2 separate regions of the Sus scrofa genome follow, and region 1 is linked to region 2. The links are chromatin contacts, called in public Hi-C maps. All regions are on one chromosome and are shown on one strand. The core of a region is the stretch at or near the end of the contact, and the rest is flanking DNA. Distances in the headings are between cores, read along the strand shown. Region 1 holds the start of SALL1 (sal-like protein 1). Region 2 holds the start of LOC100519366 (cytochrome c oxidase subunit 6B1-like).

What was found. Hi-C and Micro-C count contacts between places; a contact is called where the count stands out from the background.
Region 1: a contact with region 2 is called in a Hi-C map of liver, with 12 times the contacts expected there. The contact joins the promoter of SALL1 here to the promoter of LOC100519366 in region 2. A contact is called at or near these places in 2 of 47 Hi-C or Micro-C datasets (embryonic fibroblasts and liver).

Annotation. Positions count from the first base shown.
Region 1 is chr6:33,730,268-33,732,967 of Sscrofa11.1, reverse strand. It overlaps SALL1 (sal-like protein 1), which reads right to left and starts at 1,302. Exons shown (of 4, transcript XM_003126987.4): 1 at 916-1,302. LOC110260963 (a long non-coding RNA gene) reads right to left here. Exons shown (of 2, transcript XR_002344613.1): 2 at 2,620-2,700.
Region 2 is chr6:32,084,832-32,087,531 of Sscrofa11.1, reverse strand. It overlaps LOC100519366 (cytochrome c oxidase subunit 6B1-like), which reads left to right and starts at 1,360. Exons shown (of 4, transcript XM_021094176.1): 1 at 1,360-2,700.

The DNA.
Region 1 (2,700 bases), core at 53-2,552, 1.6 Mb before region 2:
CCCCGGCTCCCCGGCCCCGGGCGCAGCGCGCATGTGTCCTGCTATAATTATGATTATCAATAATGCATTGCGATTAATCATAGAGGGGCTCTTTGAAAGGCGATTGGCACCGGGCCAGCGCTATTCAAACCCGCTCGCCTTAATCAATTAGTTCGTGATTTGCTGCAGACCCCTGTCTCTCCGCGCGCTGGCCCAATAAGCCGGCCGCGGGGCTGGCTCTGCGCTCCGCGCCGCCCGACACTGGGTTAACCCTCTTCGCGACCGCCCGGGACTCCGCGGCCGGGCCGCCGGGGGCCTGCCTTCTCGCCTCTGCGCACCCAGCGCCCCGGCCCGCGCCCCCCGCCTCCCGCCCTCGCTCCCCCCCCCCCATCCCAGGCTGGGCCGACCCAAATTAGCATGCCCTCCCCGGAATTAAGCCTCTCGGGGTAGGGGGTGGGGGTGGGGCCGGACGGCGGCTGGGGACCCGGGCTGCGGGCGAGCGGCGAACTTCCCAACTCCGGCGCTAGGCGCGCCGGCCTGCGGGGGGAGGGCGTCCCGTGGCGGGATTTGGGGGGAGGAAGTCCCGTTTCGTGAGTGTTTCTTCGTTTCTTTAAGAGCTACCAGAAAGCAGCCCACCCCCACCCCCATAAAAAAAAAAAAAAAAAGCGAGTGGGGAAGAGCCAGCCCCACGCCGGTCCGCCTCCCGCCCGCGGCCCGGCCTCCCTCCCTCTCGCCGCCTGGCTCGGTGCTCCTCCGCCCCGAGTTCTCCATCCCTGGATCGCGGGCTCGCGGGGGCGCGGAGAAGAGGACCAAGGAAAGGTTTGGGAACGTGATGGGTTTGGGGCTCGGGGGGGTGGGGAGGGCAGCTCTCCCGCCACCCCGATTCGCCTCAAAGGGCCCCAGTCCTCCAGGCTCTCGCTTGCCCCCTTTCTCTACCTCGGACATTCCCAGGACAATTAGGGCTGAAGTTTTCGGGAGACGCGGCCCCGAACCCGTGGGATAAGGGGGCGGCCCGGCTCCGCCCAGGACCCCTCCCGGACCTCCCCCCCGGCTGCCCCGGTTGGCTGCAGGGCGCGTCACTCCGCGGGGAGGCGGCGGCAGCTGTGGCGCCGCGGAGCCGGGGGCGGGCGGAGAGCGGGGACCGGCCTAGGATCCGAGTTCAGCTCCAGCCGGGGGGAGGGGAGGGGCCGCCGCTCACCCGGCGCGCTGCAACCCTCCCCTGGCCTCGGGAGGCGCGGCCCTGCCTCGCCGGCTCCGGGCAAGGCCAGTCACTGGGAGCCCTGGGCTGCCCGCCCTGGGAGAGGGGGCCGCGCCCCAGGCTCTTGGAGAAGAGGTGGCCGAGCCCAGCCGGGAGTGAGAGGGGCGGCGGGGGTGGGGGTGGGGGTCCCTGTCCGCAGCTGTTTGGCCCCGCAGAAGCTCGCCTCCACCTCTCAGGCATTTGCCGAGCGCGGCGCCCAAACTTTTCGCACCAGCTCCATCTCCTCAGGCTGGGATGCAGCCTCCCCACCCGCGCCCGGAATGGGGAGCCTTGGACCCGCACTCCCTCCTCTGGGCTTGGGCGCCCGCGAACCTGAGGCTCAGTCCTCGGCTCAGCCTAGCTCTTCCCCTCGAGTCTCGGGGTCTTCTCGCTCCAAGGTTCCCGAAGTCCTGCGCCCGAGGGACAAACTAAACTTCGGTTGAGTAATGGGGAGGAGGGGGGTGCAGATACACAATCCCTGCCCTATCTCGCTATCGGGAAACGAGAGGGCTCATAAGGACGCCCCAATTCGGGAGCGCCCTGGAGTCTGGAGAGCTACACAGTCGGTTCGCGCGAAGTGGGCATCAATCTTCTGAATAGAGTTTCGGGTCCTCTAGACCCTACTGCGCTCCCCCATGACTCTTTCTTTAGTGGGTTTTTTCTTTTTTGTCTTTTTTATCCTTTTTAATCTAAATATTTTGTGTGAGGGTGAATGTTTCTGTTTTTCTCCTACCGACTAATTTTATTCTTGGTTAACTTCTCCTTTCTCCTCCTTGCTCGCCCTCTCTTCACCTTTTCATTTCTCCCTATTTTTTCCTCTCTTTTGCCCTCGCTCGGTTACACACACACACGCACGCGCGCACACACACGCCCCCTCTCTACCTCGCTCTCCCTTTCTCCCCAGGTCCTGTTGGTTACCGTAGATTTTGATAAAAAGACAAACGAAGCCATCAGTGGCGCTGATGTTGAAGAATGAAGATAATAATGTTTCCATAGGTGGTGCTTCAAATGCCATTATTTCTCACTGAATATTTAAAGAGATCCCTCGGCAAAGATGAATCTGCGTGCTCCTGGGGTGCGAGCCGCTCGCTTTCCTCCAGACCCCCGGGAAAGTGTGCAGGAGCACGTGTAAAACCAACCCCCCCACTCCGCAAACTGTGGTCCTCACAAACACCCCAGCCCACCCTCTCTCAGAGGGTGCACTTGCACGTTCGTTTCTCCGCTTACGCCCGCGTTTGGAGCCGCCCGCCTAACAATCTTGGCTTCTTGAAAGTCCGGGCCTCCCGGGCACCGTGTGCTGCCGGGAACCGAGCCTAGCTGGCTGTCCCGCAAACCCTTCCTCCCGGTACGCAGCGCGTACGCAGGGAGAAGCTCCCGGGCAGAGCTTCACACGTGTTCGTTACTTGCTGTGTTGCTGTGTGTGTGATTAAGGACGGGGGGGGGAGCTTTCGCCCCCCACCAAAACACCGAAACAAACAACCAAA
Region 2 (2,700 bases), core at 111-2,610:
AGGATCCAGGTTGCCATGAGCTGTGGTGTGGGTGGAAGATGCGGCTTGGATCCTGAGTTGCTGGGGCTGTGACGTAGGCTGGTGGCTACAGCTCCGATTCGCCTGGGAACCTCCATATGCCGCGGGAAGCGCCCTAGAAAATGGCAAGAAAAGACAAAAAAAAAAAAAAAAGGGAATGCTCTTTAATTTCCAATGCCAAGCTCTCAGGAAACAAACAACACTTCCAGACATCACAACACAAAACCCAAGAGACAGACAGGATGACTAGGATGACTACCTCTAACAAGAGTCCCAAGAGCCGAAAAACTGGGTTTAGCAAAAAGTTTTCTTCTGTAAATCTAAAATTTGGAAAACAGTTTTCAAAAAAGGCAAGGGAATCACTTCTCGGCCTTTTGGCTAAGATCAAGTGCCAAAAGGCAAGGGAGAGGCTCTTACTGTCCTTGCTCGGCTGGACCCTGGCAGAGATCCAGGATTCTGACTAGTGAAATATATTTACCTTTTTTGGCATGGCGAGAGGCCCTGGGATCCCAGCAGCAGCCAGAGCGTGAGGAGCCCCAAGTATCCCTTCCTTATGACCAAAAGGATTGGGAAGAAAATTTTTCCTCTTCCAGCTCTTGTCTAACAGTCGGGTGCCTGACAATTTAACTGAGAAAAAAAAAAAAAAAAAACAGATGAACAAGAGAAAAGACTAAGTTTATTTTCGCATCAGATCATGTAGGAGCTCCTAGTAATGGAAAACTCTTGTAATAGCCAAAAGGAAAGGTGTAAATACCCATTTAACAAAAGGGGAATTTTTAGGGCTTCAATGAGAGAGTGTGGAAGGTTCCATTGGGCTTCTTGATGCTAATAAGAATGGACAGTCTGTCTTTTTGGCAGCTAAATTCGTAGGAAACTCCCTTGGATGGGGTTTAATGGCAGCTGTATTTTGTAATGACTCTGATTCAGGCAGCTAAGGGAAATTCACAAAAGATTTGTTTCTGCATTTTCTGTGCTCAAATGTTTCCACTTTAAAATAATCTTTAGGGAGTTCCTGATGTGGCACAATGGAAGGGGATCCAACTAGTATCCATGAGGATGCGGGTTTGATCCCTGGCCTCACTCAGTGGTTCAGGGATGCGGCGTTGCTGTGAGCTGTGGTGTAGGTCACAGGTGCAGCTTGGATCCCGAGTTGCTATGGCTGTGGCATAAGGCCGGCAGCTATAGCTCTGATTAGACCCCTAGCCTGGGAACTTCCATATGCCATGAGCATGGCCCTAAAAACCAAAGAACAATAATAATAATAATAATAATAAATAAAATTTAAAAAGGAAAATAATCTTTATACCAACTCTAGGGATCCAAGAGGATCCCCACGACTCCCAAATGAATTCCTCAAGTCTCACCCTGTGGAACTAGACTGCCGAGCACATGTTCCAGCTCTGTCTTTGAAAGCTGAAAGCCCTAGGATAAATCACTTATTCTTCTGTGTTTTAATTTGCAGAAAGAGGATGGTTGAAAGGATTAAATGAGTCCTATATGTAAAGCATTTGGAACAATAACTGGACATGGTAAGAATGATGTAAGTGTTTGCTATTATTTTTTAATTGAGATGTAATTAGCACATGACATTATATTAGTTTCAAGTGTACAACATAATCATTCAATATTTGTGTAAATTGCAAAGTGATCACCACAACAAGTCAGATAACATCCATCACCAAGCTATGTAATTATTTTTATTTTGTCCTATGAGCATCTCAAACTCAACCTTTCCATAACTCAACTCCTCATCTTCCCCCTAAGTCTGTCCCTTCTCCCAGAATCCCTTTTGTATGTGGTGGCACCCTCACCAGCCGTGTCACCCAAGCAGAAACCTTGTCTCCTCGCTCTCTATAAACCCCTATGTAAGAACCAACCACCAAAACTGTTTGATTTTTACCCCTTATGTGCTGCTTGAATTTGTCCTCTTTATCCCTTTCGTGTCAGCGTAGATTATTGTTTAGCAAATATTCACTCACCCAGCCTCCAAGAGAAAAGGGCTTGTCCCCATCTGGTTGCTGTTGCTCTTGGCCATGTGAATTGCCGTCGGCATTGGGATAATAGAGGACTTGACTCTGGATAAGCAGGTGGACTCCGCCTTTTGTGATCCAGCTCTTTGTCATGTGAACCCTCCTCAGGGAGCCTACATCACCTGAGCCACAGTGACTCATAGAAGAACAAGCTTATGCTTGTGTGCCACTAAGATTTTGAGACTGGTTGCAAAATAGCTATTAATAGTAATAGCTCCCTGATACCTCTTTCTAAGGTCAGTCAATTGTGTCCTATTTGGTGTACCTACCTCTAGCCTTATCCCTCTCAACTCCATCCTTCAAACTGCTACCAAGTTACCCTAATGTACAAATCTGAGTTGATCTGATTTACTCAAAAACCAAATTCAAACAACTCTCAGAAAAAAACAAAATTGAGAATGTATTGGCTCATGTAAATCTTCGAGAGGTGGTAATAGCTTCTGGCATGGCAGGACCCGGTTGTCAAACAAGTTCATTGAGACTATGTCTCTCCCTCTCTCAGCTCCACTCTCTTCTGTGGCTTCATTCTCAAGCAGCACCCCCACCCCTCACCCCACTGGTGGAAAAATTGCCATTCAGAGGCTCCAAACCTAATTCCAATTTTATTCACTCCAAAAGAAAGTGAATACTTCTTTCCTAATTGCATCAACAA